Linked DNA regions of Mus musculus: all the other regions are linked to region 2. The links are chromatin contacts, called in public HiChIP or PLAC-seq and promoter capture Hi-C maps. All regions are on one chromosome and are shown on one strand. Each heading gives the region's core, a stretch centred on a gene start, on an enhancer-like site or on the middle of the called end of the contact. The rest is flanking DNA. Distances are from core to core; before and after follow the strand shown.

Region 1 (2,891 bases), core at 166-2,665, 1.0 Mb after region 2:
CCTCTCAAAGTGGAAGCAGCCAATATTCTTAATCACTGAGCTATGTTCTCAACCTCTCAAAATAGTTCTTAAATGTAAAAGACTGCAAACCTATGGTACTTGTATTTGAGAGTTCTTGGGAAAACCGGTGTTACAAAGTCAACCGCAGCTGGTAGTGGTGGTGCATACGTTCATTCCAGGCAGACGCAGGAGCAACTTTGTAAGTTTAAGGTTAGCTTGATCTACATAGCGAGTCCATGTCAGCCAAGGCTACATTGTTAGACCTCACCTTTCAAAAACAAAAAGTAACTGCTGTAGGAATCAGTAGGTCTAAGCTCTTCTACTCATTTGTTTCATTTCACTGGGTGATATGTAAGAACAAAAACTCCGAAATCCAAAGGGTGGTCCCAGTGGGCAGCTGCAATGCAGCACGAGTTTCAGACCTATTGAAGCGTGCTGGGCCAGCATGGAGCCTCGGAGCGAACTACAACTCCCACCTTGCTTTGCGCCGCACAGTCCTACGCTAGCACGCGAGCCTACCCGCCCCTTCAGCCTCCAGTTACTGTGTATCGCGAGAAGACGGGCCGCTCTGGCGGTAGCGATAACGAGCCTTGGTGGTGGTGGTAGTGGTGGTGCTAGTGGCGGTGGCGGCCGAGACGGCGGCGGCCATTTTGGTGAGGCCTCGGGAGCAGCGGAGGCGGCGGCGGGGTCGCTGGGAGTAGCGTCTCCTTTTTCTTCAACTCACCAAGCACCTCTTCGCGGCGTGACTGGAAGCGGTGGGAGCATCGGGGTGGCTCGTGTTACGGCCCTTAGGGGAATTTAAAGTGGTGAAGGCGGCGACCAAGAGGGGGCCCTCCCCCCTCCTCGGCGGGAGGGGGGGTGGTGAGCACGCCCCCGAGGACGCAGGTAAGGAGAGGGAGACAAGATGGCGGAGGCCCCACACTTTCCCCTCCCCTGACGGGTGCCTGCGCGCGCATCTGCGAGCGCCGCTTCCCACCTTCCCGGGGTGCTGCGCGCGCACCGCCCGGCGGGGCCCCGGGGCTGGCGAGCGAGGTTGCCTGCGCGCGCTCCCGGAGCCGGGGGTGGGGGGGAGGGCGTCGGGCCGAGCGGCACCTGGTGTCAGAGCGGCGCCTCGCCCCCCTCCTGCCCTTCTGCGCACGCGTGCGCGAACGAGCAGCCCTCGAGAGGACGGACCCAGGTGCGCTTCTGCCCGCCCACCAACCTGCCTCCCCTCGGGGGCGCGGACGAGGGAAAGGGGTGCACGGGACGAGTAGTCCGGGCGCGCGCCCACCATAAGCCATTTAGGAGCCCGAGACTTGGCGCACGAACCCTTCCTTCCCGAGCTCTTTGCGGTCTGTGGATGTGGGGGCGCCGACGGACGCGGACATCTGAGTCCTGTGACCCGGTCTATGGGATCGGGTTCTGGCGGGAATCCCCCCCTCCTCCCCTCCCCAATCTGGCCGTGCGCGCCGCCGGCTCACCCCGCCTCCGGGCCGCGCACGCGCCGGCGCCTCCCCCAGCCGGTCGAGCACGTTGGGTGGGGTGGGCGACCGCGAGGGGGCGGGGCCGCCGTCTGAGGAGTCAAAACTTGGCAGAGGTCAAGGGTCATGCTGGGTCAGTCCACTGCGGGGGGGGTGGGGGGGTATTGGGAGGTCATAAAGAAGGCTGGAGTCCATAGTTGGGGCCTCATGGTTTTGGATTACCTCCAATCCTTGGAATTTCTGAAGGGTGAATCAAGGCAGCACAACACCTAGATAAGGAATTAACTAGGCAAATGCTTCCGGATCTTGAATACTTTATTAACCCTGCTTGTTTCCGGCTGTTAGGGCTCCTTGGCGCCTTCCTCACTTAAGTCTGCTTATAAAGCTCTTTCTTGCCGGGCGGTTGGTGGCGCACGCCTTTAGTCCCAGCACTTGGGAGGCAGAGGCAGGCAGATTTCTGAGTTTGAGGACAGCCTGGTCTACAAAGTGAGTTCCAGGACAGCCAGGGCTACACAGAGAAACCCTGTCTCCAAAAACGAAAAGCGTTTTCTTTAAAGTTCTTTGGCCGTTCCACCTCGCTCTTTCTGTATTCAAATAGCCCTCCTTTACTTTATAACTATTTGCTTTTTGTTTTGGGGAACTCCGCCCTCATTTCTGTTAAGTCCTCATTGAAAAGACAAGGAAGCTGTCAGGCATCCAGGAGGCGTTGTTAACTTCTAGATGAGAAGTTTCTGTCCTTCAGTTGTCTGTCAGAGCTTTAAGTACTTTTAGCTTTTAAAACGTTTTGTTGTCTTCTTCTCTGCTCTTACCCAGCCAGAATGTACAACCCTGTGAGATTCTCCGTACAAAACACTTTGTGCTTTGTTGCCACAACATGTATATACACCACATCCATGCTTGGTGTCCAGACAGGCCAGAAGAATAATCTGGGCCACTGGAGCTGGAGCTATTGTGAGCTGCTATATAGGTGCTTGGGACAAAACCCAGGACCTCTGCAGGAGCAATGAATACTCTTAAATCCCTGAAGCATTTCTCCACCCCCACCCCCAAGGCTGAGCCTTGCCCAATTTACTACAGCCTTGCCTAGTTTACTGTATGACTTTCTGAAGCATGAGCTTTCCCTGTTACTGTTCTGTGAAGTGACTTCGGATGTATTTTAAAGTCCAATAAAGCTGGTGTACGTAACCTTAGATGAGTATGGATTGACACATGTGGGTCGTGTCCTCACTGCTGCTGCTTCTCCTGTTTTAGGTGTGATTTCCTTCAGTACAGCACGGCACCGTGGAAGTGCAGACTCTCACAGGGGGTGTGGTCTCTGCTCACACAGGTGAGCTCACCTTCAGATAAAATTTTGTGTGCTGATGTTAATGGGAGAAACTGTATGACATGATGAGAGAATAGGTTGTGAATGATTACTGCATGTGTTTTCTA
Region 2 (3,195 bases), core at 246-2,745:
AGCTTTCTAGTCTTTCAACGTCAAATGCCCATGTCACTCTGTATTTCCCAATGTCAACCAGAGAACTTAGCAAAAGCCTCAAAACTGCCCGCTGTCACCCAACACACACTCTCAATCTCACTCTCCTTCACAGCTTCAGAAATTCCTAATTTGAGTACACTGACCTTTGAGCTCAGAGTCTTGAAAATGCCCTCGTAAGTGGTGCCATTTTTCACCTTTACGTCACAAGTAGAACCCTAGCAAGGTGAACCATTTAGTCATTTTAAGAAACTGAAACAGCATATTCCTCAGACACCCAGGTTAAAGCTGTTACTTACCACTACAGCTGTCAGGAAATGCAGCATCCTGGAATTGTTATAGACACCTTCAAACACCTGTCACACGAGAAAAAAGTAAAGGGCAGCAGGTGAATACTCTCTTCTCAGATTGTCCCACACTGTCTGTCTTCCGAGTGTCTTTACAGGAGGAAAAGAAGGCACTCACGGGTGACTGTGGGGGTCCCTTTCCGGTGGTCTGTCCCCTATTAAAAAAGAAAGAGAGAAATAGTTTTAATTAGTAGTGAACCCTAGACCAATGTACCAGGTCAACTTGCTGATTTAGGCTATAGACTGATTAACAAGCAAGACTTTTCAAGTTCTCACATTAAAGAAGAAAGTAGGCATTAACTGCTAAAACATTTTCTCCGAATTCAAGATTTTAAAAAAGTCAACAAAATATTCAATAAACAATAGCTGTCAAATGTTCCTAACAGTCAGTGCAATACAACCTGACTTCCTCTAAGGGACAGTCCTTCACTCTTCCGATAAACCACTGCTATAGTATTAAACCAACAGCACACTTCAGCTGTGAAGGCGAAAGCCCGGGCATCCCAAACGCAGCACCTCTGAGCTTAGACACATTACCTCCCAAAGGAAAAAAAGCTTTCAGGAGCCTTGGATTCCAAATCCCAGGAGAAGTATATTCTCCACACCCCACCCTTTCGCCCTCATTATTTTCATTCAGCCTGTTACCCACTCTGAAGGGATCCCCAAACGCCAGGTAACACAGCTCCTCGACGGCTGATGTAACCGGCAGTTGAGGAGGGCGAGGAGGGGGCCGTTGGCTGGGCTGGGGGACCGCGCAGCCGCAAAAACCATCCACCGGGATGCCTCGCCCGGTCTGCGCCTGCGCACTACAGCCCATCGCGCTCCACCACCCGCTCTAGAACAGAAGCCACTGCGCCTGCGTCCAGTGCCTCTTTCTATCGCATTGACACACCGAGAAAAACCGAGGGCACCCACTCCCCACTCACCGACACCAAACGCCCCTAAACCCTCCAAATAACCCCTCCCTCCTCCGCCTCTGCTCTACGTGTTACCGGGGCAAGCCAATGCCCGAGTCATAAGACAGCATCCGCGCGCACGTACGCCCGGGGAGCGCGCGCGCAGGAGCTTCCCAGCCCGCAGTCTTCCCAGTAGCCGCTGCTTCCGCGCCCCCGCCCACCCCGTCCCCCTCTCACTGGCTACACCGGGAAGAGGAGGGAACAATCCGCTCCCAAGTCCCTCCCTCCCCATTGGCCAAACTGTGGGCCGCGCGCCCCCCCCCCATTGGCTACAGTCGGGGACCCCTTCATGCAGCTGACTCCCCATTGGCTGAAGCCGGGGACCGCGAGATCCTTCGTGGTAATGGAGCTAGGGACCCCATCACCTCCTCAACCCCCCCAACACCCTTTGCCGACGGAGCTGGCGGGATGCGCCCCGCCTCCCCTCAGGGCCCAGACCCCCAAGAGGTGACTAGGCCCAGAGAGCCGAGCGCTGCCCCCAGGCTCCTGGAGACCTCCCGGAGAGCTTTCTCTCCGACCTGTTGGCACGAGGGTCCACCCCCTCCTTCACGGGGTCCTGGGCCCCCAAGAGCCCCCTCAACAGCTCCAAGCCGGGGCGCTGCCTCCCGGGCTCTCCCTAGCCAGGAAGCCCCGTCCTCACCTGACGCTGCCGATAGCCACTGCCCCTGGCCTTTCTTGATGCTGCGGCGGCGCTGACGCCGCTAAGATGCTTTCGGCTCCGCGGCGAAGTCCGCTGCCGGCAGCGGCTGCAGGCCCCAGGCACGGAGAGACCGCTGCGGGAGGCCCCGGGGGAGCCGCGGTGGCGGTCAGCGGTCCCGGGAGGCCGCCGTTGGGAGGGCTGGTCCCGCCGGGAGACCGGCGAGCCACGGCCTGTTGCGTGGGGGGCGGCTGCTGGGGTTGGGAGGTCTGTTGTGGCGGCTGAGGCTTCAACATGATGGCAGCGTCCGGAAGAGAAATAAGAGGGAAGGGAAAGAGGGCCTGGGGCCGGGCCCCTGCTGGAGAGCGCGGGAAGCGAAAGAGATCGCCAAGCAGGGGACCCGCCGTTGGCGGGCGGGGGGAGCCCCGCGGTGTCAGGGGTGGATCGAGAAGACGGCGGCGCGAGGAAGCGCCGCGAGGCGGAAGGGGAGGGGGGATCTCGCGGGCCGGTGGACAGCGAGAGGGCGCGAGCCGGCCTGGCGCGCGTGCGCGTCGCTGGAGAAGGAGAGGGAGGAGCGCGGGCGGAAGCGCCGGCGGGGGAGGGGCGCGGGGAGCGCCGCCAGGCGGTTAGTTCCGGAACAGAGGAGAGGCTCGAGCCGTGGCTCCGACCGGCCTAGCCCCTGGGGCGGAAAAGGAGCCGCGCAGGCGCTTAGCGCACCTCTAGGTTCTGAGCCACCTTAAATGCTGGCGGCCGCGGTTGCTTCACAACGAGGGTGGGCGGGGCCAAAGCCGGGAAGGGGAAGTGCCGGCGGACCCGCCCCTCCCACGCCGCCAGCGTAACGTCAGAAAGTCTCCGCGGTGGTGTGAGGTGTCACGTCGTAGCGTGAGGTTCTTCCGCCACTGGGTGACCGGTGGGCGGAGTCTCGGGAGCAAGAGAAAAAAAAAAATCCCTAGGACTGGAAAAACCTAGTACAGGTAACTTAAGGCAGGTGGGTTTTTAAAGGTGCTGCTCTCCATCTTAACTGCTTTAAAATATTAATGAGCGTCAGAATGACTATTCTGAGCATATGTGCATCCCAACAAATGTGCCCAATTCTAAATTGAAATTCAGTGATTCTTTCAGGGAGAGCGACCCCCTGAACAGTAGCAATACAAGCCGTCTGAAAGCCAGACTGACTAAGAGTATATTACAGAATCCAGCTGCATAGCAAGACACGGTTAGAAAACCGTGGTATAGT
Region 3 (3,062 bases), core at 433-2,932, 1.7 Mb after region 2:
ATCATCCCCTTTGGTCCTCCTCCAACCTCTGGCTACTGTAGTCCTCACATGGACTTTGCCTGGTTTGTAATCCTCTTCCTCCAGAGAAAAAGGAGTTGTTGCTTTTGTCATGGTTAGCCTATCTGCAGCTGGGGCAGGAGCTATGTGGTTTTGGGCATCTAAAAACTTTTGTCTAGCTAATGGAGATTCTGAATGAAATCTCAGAAAACAGGACTTTTGTGTGTGCATGTGTGTGTGTTTAAATCTTGTTTCTCTGAAGGCAGACACAGCTCTAGTGCTGTTCGTCTAGCCTGTGGCTCAACCCAGATGCCATTTGTGAACCCCATTAGTGGCCCTTAGTTAAGTCACCTTCGGGACGTAGAAAAAAAGAAAAAAAAAAAAAAAAAAACTAACAACACTCTGGTCCCTTCATTGAAGCCAGGGATAACTGCAGAAACTCTCATCTTGGAACACCCATTGATGTTAGACAAGGCTAAGCGTTATGGGCAAAGGCTTGCCTTATTAAGGGGCAGATGGAGGTCTTCTTGCTCATGTGGGTCACCTGGTAGAAGAGCAAGTGGGAAATCTGACTGCAGCTCTTGACAAACCTGCAAATGAAAGGCCTTTGCTTGTGTGCATAGGCTGGTGTCCACAAAAATACTAGCTGCAATCAGGAAACTTCTAGGGTTTCTTGCCCATGTGTGAACATTGATGGAACTGTGGTGTGAGATTTTTGCCACATTCTGGAAAGGTCATTTGCTCAAGTGGATGCGCTGGTGTTCAGTGAACATGGTGATCTCACTAAAGCCACGACCACATTCAAGACACCTGAAGGGCGGTTCTCCATTGTGAGTGCGCTGGTGCCGTAGGCAGTTTGAGCTGTTGGTGAAGTTCTTGCCACACTCACAGCAATTGTAGGGCTTCTCACCCGTGTGTGAACGCTGGTGTTCTAGCAGATAGGAACTTCGCCCAAAGCTGTCTCCGCACCAGGCACAGAAGTAGGGTTTCTCGCCTGTGTGACAGCGCTGGTGCTGTAAAAGGTTAGAGCTCAGGCTGAAACTCTTGCCACAGAGGCCACAGCGGTAGGGTTTCTCACCAGTGTGAGTTCGCTGGTGCTGGATCAGGTTGGAGCTAACCCTGAAAGTCTTTCCACACTCAGCACACGCATAGGGCTTTTCCCCAGTGTGCACCCGCTGGTGTTTTGCTAGGTCTGCACTGCGACCAAAGGCCTCTCCGCACTCCATGCACTTGTGCGGCCGGAGACCTGAGTGAGAACGACGGTGTTTAGTGAGATTAGAGCTGAGGCTGAAGCAACGGCCACATTCTGGGCAGGGGTATGGTTTTTCACCACTGTGAACTCGGTAATGCTTAACCAGATCTGAGCCACGCCGGAAGCTTTTGTCACACTCTGGACAGCTGTAAGGGCGGTCACACCCATGGCTGCTTTGATGGTGAATGAGATCAGAGAGACTGGGTACAGCCAACCCACAATCCCTACACTTGAAAGCTTTGGGGACTGCAGGATCACTGGTCTTGACAAAGGTTTCTTCCTTGGGGCCAGAGCCTGACCTACATAAGTACTGCTGGTCCAGCATTTTTTCCACGGGGGCTGGTTGTTCCGGCCGCGCCAGGAGGGGGCGCTCATGTAGCGCGGTCTCGCGATCCAGGGGCGACCTGGGGGCTCCCGGGAATTTTGACGTCCGGTTCTCCAGCAGCTTAGCCCCATCTAGATTCTCCCTGGTCACTTCTGGAGCCGCAAGTTCCATTGCGGCCGAAAAGCGCTCGGTTTCCTAAATGCCACCCGTTTAACTCATCAGCACAGTTGGAGAACGGGGCACTGGAGGCTTGGAGGCCGGTACCGGAAACGGAAAGGTCCCCAAGCCCGAGAGACTCTAGGAAGTGGCAGCGAACTTTCCCGGTAGGTTTAACTCTTTCATTCGCTTGGCGAGACCTTTCTGTCGGGAACTTAGCACTTTTGAAACGGCTTGGGGTTCTGCGAGTCTGTCAGTCCGGCTTTCGGAGCCATTGATCACCGCGCTTTGAGGGTTGCCAATCAAGTCTGAACGTCGCCGACAAGGACGTACCGGGAGCGAAGTGGCTAAGTCACGTTGGGGAGCACAGGACAGCACTAAGACTCCACCGCGGGGCGTCTGATCCTAGGAGCAACAGTTCACTCTTCGGCCCCGGGAGGAGTTTCTCACCCACTTAAACTGCACTAAGCTTGGCGCCGACTACATATCCCAGCATGCACCGCACGCGCCTCTTACTTTCCCACAGATAAATACCATTCTCGCCATGTCTTCTGCGACTGTGCAAGTACCGGAGTTCCAGAATCTAGAACTTGAACTTCCGACTCGCAAGATAACTGCGGCGGCGCTATTCCGAGGAGCAGCCTGGCCACGCCCCCCTCTTCCAGTTCCGCTCTCTCAGAGTACCGGCGAGACGCGGGGCGGAGCCTGAGGCCCGGGCCAAGATGGCGGCTGCGAGACCGGCCCTTACGGACTCGCTCTCGTTTTGCCTCGCGCAGCTCACGGCGGCGGCCGGGGAGGGGCCAGGTGGGGGAAAGGACCCAGCTACCAACGAGACACCCCTGGGCCGCGCGCTCTTAGCTCTTCGCACGCGCCACATCAAGGCGGCAGAGGGGATTGAGCGCTTCCGGGCACGCGGCGGGCTCCGCCCCCTTCTCGCCCTGCTCCGCCGAACGGCTGCTGCGGGCCCCGCCCCGTCCCAAGCAGCCTCTGGCTCCGCCCCTTCGTCGGTTGCGTCAGCTGGTTCTACCCCTGGCCACGCCCCCGCTGCCGAGTCGCTCTTGACGCCTTCGTTGCCAATGCGCCTGCGCAAGACGCTGGATTTGGCGCTCAGCATTCTAGCCAACTGCTGTACAGAAGGGGCGTGCCGGGCCGAAGTGCGGAGACTTGGAGGCATTCTCCCTTTGGGTAAGTGCTCCGCCCCCATTTCTTAGAAAGGTTCCAACCCACAGTATCTGCGCTGCCCTTCCATTATGCCAGGCCTCTGAGTACATGCTTTGTGATGGTGCAGCGCCACTCATCTCCTCAGGTGTGATGCTATGTGACGTCACTGCT
Region 4 (3,193 bases), core at 486-2,985, 1.3 Mb after region 2:
ACAGATAGCCATCCATTCTGGAGGTATAACCTGAAACTAAGGAAAGTCAAAGGCTTGCCCAGCAGCCTATAATGAGAGGCTCTTGTAGAGGGCCACTTAAGGCATCTTCAGCTCAGAAGCCTTGGCAAGAGTGCAGTTCTTCCAGAGACCAGAGAGCCTGTATTCATTCGCTGGATGAAAAGGGTGTTGAACCTTGGGACGATCTCAGTTTTGGGTTCCCAAGTGAAGCTTGAACGAGGTCTGTCCTTAAGTTTCGCAGCGGGATCCTATGAGCATAGGTAGCCCTTGCCTAAAAACTGCTCAAGAATAACCGGGTTACATCAGACCTTTACTTTTTATAGGATCTACTTAAGGGTCTTTATGTTTCTTTTAAGCTCAACAGAACCCTGATTTTAACCACTGAACATTTTTTTTTTTTTTTTTTTTTTTTTTTTTTTTGAGACAGGGTTTCTCTGTGTAGCTCTGGCTGTCCTGGAACTCACTCTGTAGACCAGGCTGGCCTCCAACTCAGAAATCCACCTGCCTCAGCCTCCCAGGTCCTGGGATTAAAGACGTGTACCACCACTGCTCGGCTCAGAAGGAACATTTTAAAACTAGCCCAAGGGAGGTGTAACTAGGGTACTGGCCTAACACGCAGAAAGCCCTGAGTTAGATCTCCCAGCATGCTATAAACCGGTTATGGTGTGCACACCTGTAATTCCGGTACTCAGGAAATAGAGGCAAAAGGATCTGGAGTTCGAGGCCATCCTCCGTTATATAGCAAGTTCGATGTCATGCTGTCTGAAAAACAACAGGAGCCCGAATATAAAAGCGGGAAGGAACCGATCATTTCACTCTGTGCGTCGGTAGGCAAAGCGCCTGAGTCACCCCTCCTGGTTGTATTTTTCCACCTCCCACCCCTCCCAGGTTTTGGTGGATTCTAAGGGAAGCAGCCCGTTACGCCGGGCTCCGCACGCCTGGCCACGCCTCTCTCGTTAGCCCCGCCCACAACCGGATCGGCAGATTCGCTACCCGACTCCTTAGGATTATTTGGGCAGCTTTTCTTGTCTGAAAATTTTCAGGAAACGCCGAGAAGACTTCTTCCTTGTAACCATTTCGCACTAAGTAGGAAGTGTGCTGTTCCTTGAGTCGTTCTACTGAAAAAAAAAAAAATCCAGGACTAGAGGTCGACTCTGCCAACAGGGCTTGGCGAGCCAGGCGTCATTTTCTTGACTCTACAGCAGGTGAGAAGAGGTGACGGCCAAAGCCCAGGACGGTGGCGAATCTGCACTGCAGCCTCATAGGCATTCGGGCTGCGCAAGGAAGGGGCAGGGAAGAGGAGCCGAGGAGCGCGCATCCTGTCCACTCATTCGCCCCGCCCGCCTCGCGAATCTGCGTCGTTGGACGCGCCACTCAAATCTCCCGAGCTCTGGCTGGCGTCCTCCCCCTCGCTCCGCCCCCTTCCCTCAGGGGCTCGTCGCAGCTTTCGTCGCCGCCGATTCGCCAGGAACCCCAAGGCCGGAGCAGCTGGATCAGGGTGGTGCGGTCCACTCTCCGGGGAATGCGGCCCATCTTCAGGCTCCCTGGGCTACAACTCCCGAGCCTCGCAGGGCGCCGGCCGAGGCAAGGCCGCTACCCTCGGCCCCGTGGATCGCTCCGCAGTCCTTGTAGCGAAAGTGCGGATGCAGACGCTGTGCCCGCTGGGCCTCGCGCAGGTGGCGGTGGTGTTTGGTGCGCGCGCCGGGGAGGTGGTGGTGGGGGGGCGCCGCCGCCGCCACCGCTGCGGGGCCGGGTCTCGCGCTGCCGCCGCCGCCGCCGCCGCCTCACGCCGCTGAGGTGCTGCGCGCGGTGGGGGGAGGGTGAGCCGCTCGCCACGAGCGGGTGAGTAGGGCCCCGGCGCGCGTGCGCGCCGACGGGGTGGGGGGGGTGGACGACACCGAACGCGCCCGGGCGGGAGGAGAGGGCAGCGGCGCGCGTTACCTCCCCCCACCCCCCCGCCTGGATTCAGGGACCGAAGCTGGGTCTCAGATTCGGTCTCGCGGTGTTTCCAACGCCCCGAAGAGGTGCCACCTCTGGTTCGGAGGATCGGGGCGCGGGGACGCGAGCGGCTGTGTGGGAGCGGGAGCGGGGCTCGGCCCGGGCCGCTTGGCCGGTGAGGAGGCGGGAGGGGGCGGGGCCTGCGAGGGGACGGGGGAGGGGTCTTGCGTGGAGGCCAAGTGGGGCGCGCTGGGGAGAGCGGGAAGGTAAGGGGGCGCGAGATGGGCCTGGGCCCTGAGGGTAGAATTGGGGATGGAGAGGAATGGAGTGCCATAGTGAGCCCAGCTCCTCAGGGCAAGATCTGAGGGAGCCACGGGTCATGCTGAGGTGTCGGGGACTGGACTGATGTGAGACCCTGGAATCGGGGCTAGACATTGAGGGGACAGCAAGGGAGTCAGGCCTAAGTCGTGGACTCCCATTCCGTATCCCTCTTTTCCTGACAGTGTAAATGAGCAAAGATGGACCAGGAAGGTGGGGGAGACGGGCAGAAAGCCCCGAGCTTCCAGTGGCGGAACTACAAGCTCATAGTGGATCCTGCTTTGGACCCTGCTTTGCGCAGGCCTTCCCAGAAGGTGTACCGCTATGACGGAGTCCACTTCAGTGTCAGTGTGAGTGCCCTCGAGCCTTTCTTGACTTATTTGGACCTCCAATCTCCCCTCCCCGCTTCCCCCTGTTCAGTATTCAACACCCAGACTTCCTATACCTGTAGTTTGGTTTTTTGAGAATGAGCAAGCTCTCCCAGCTCTTCTGTATGTTGGCTTCTACATGGGCTTTATAGAGTCAGTAGGCTGGTGAATTTTCAGCCTGGTTTCATCTCTTCCTGCTTTCTTTGTTAGGACTCAAAGTATACCCCCGTGGAAGACCTCCAGGACCCCCGCTGTCATGTCAGGTCCAAAGCCAGAGACTTTTCCCTCCCGGTTCCTAAGTTTAAGGTGAGTGCCTGCTGGTCTCCCTGCATGTTGGTCCTTGGAGAGTGTCAAGGACCCTGGGCTTCACACAGTCTACCAAAGTGTTTATTCCGAAGGAACTATGACAGCCAGATCTCATTGCTTTTTGTGTCTGTGAGACTGAGATGTTTTGGACAGAAGGTATACATGTATAGCTGAGGTGACTCTAGTATATATCTGGTGACAAGGGTATTGATGTCTGGAAGGATGAGGTATGGGTGGGTATTCTG

What was found. Promoter capture Hi-C pulls out the DNA fragments that hold promoters and counts their contacts. HiChIP or PLAC-seq counts read pairs in DNA pulled down with a chosen protein or histone mark.
Region 1: a contact with region 2 is called in an H3K27ac HiChIP or PLAC-seq map of embryonic stem cells, with 8 times the contacts expected there. The contact joins the promoter of 1700008J07Rik here to the promoter of 4930456A14Rik in region 2. A contact is called at or near these places in 3 of 39 promoter capture datasets (embryonic stem cells, liver and pre-B cells), 5 of 484 Hi-C or Micro-C datasets (cortical neurons and embryonic stem cells), 2 of 115 datasets of contacts at active chromatin or transcription factors (embryonic forebrain and embryonic stem cells) and 2 of 9 other capture datasets (embryonic stem cells and liver).
Region 3: a contact with region 2 is called in a promoter capture Hi-C map of liver, with 3 times the contacts expected there. The contact joins the promoter of Armc5 here to the promoter of 4930456A14Rik in region 2. A contact is called at or near these places in 4 of 39 promoter capture datasets (erythroid cells, liver and pre-B cells), 2 of 484 Hi-C or Micro-C datasets (B cells and uterus), 1 of 115 datasets of contacts at active chromatin or transcription factors (astrocytes) and 1 of 9 other capture datasets (adipose tissue).
Region 4: a promoter capture Hi-C map of liver shows a contact between it and region 2, with 5 times the contacts expected there. The contact joins the promoter of Setd1a here to the promoter of 4930456A14Rik in region 2. A contact is called at or near these places in 3 of 39 promoter capture datasets (the C10 cell line, liver and pre-B cells), 2 of 484 Hi-C or Micro-C datasets (B cells and muscle stem cells), 3 of 115 datasets of contacts at active chromatin or transcription factors (astrocytes, embryonic forebrain and thymic regulatory T cells) and 1 of 9 other capture datasets (liver).

The regions. Positions count from the first base shown.
Region 1 is chr7:127,511,454-127,514,344 of GRCm38.p6, forward strand. It overlaps 1700008J07Rik (RIKEN cDNA 1700008J07 gene), which reads right to left and starts at 1,416. Exons shown (of 1, transcript NR_024331.1): 1 at 1-1,416. Srcap (Snf2-related CREBBP activator protein) reads left to right here and starts at 530. Exons shown (of 34, transcript NM_001304266.1): 1 at 530-885; 2 at 2,712-2,787.
Region 2 is chr7:126,500,939-126,504,133 of GRCm38.p6, forward strand. 4930456A14Rik (a long non-coding RNA gene) reads left to right here and starts at 1,496. Exons shown (of 3, transcript XR_869939.3): 1 at 1,496-1,661. It overlaps Atxn2l (ataxin 2-like), which reads right to left and starts at 2,499. Exons shown (of 22, transcript NM_001361487.1): 1 at 1,962-2,499; 2 at 484-520; 3 at 318-374; 4 at 165-236. The coding sequence starts at 2,254.
Region 3 is chr7:128,235,675-128,238,736 of GRCm38.p6, forward strand. Armc5 (armadillo repeat containing 5) reads left to right here and starts at 1,683. Exons shown (of 6, transcript NM_146205.2): 1 at 1,683-2,915. The coding sequence starts at 2,453. 9130023H24Rik (RIKEN cDNA 9130023H24 gene) reads right to left here and starts at 2,357. Exons shown (of 1, transcript NM_177001.3): 1 at 1-2,357. The coding sequence starts at 1,745. The coding sequence ends at 732.
Region 4 is chr7:127,775,654-127,778,846 of GRCm38.p6, forward strand. It overlaps Setd1a (SET domain containing 1A), which reads left to right and starts at 1,736. Exons shown (of 19, transcript NM_178029.3): 1 at 1,736-1,860; 2 at 2,460-2,624; 3 at 2,853-2,948. The coding sequence starts at 2,475.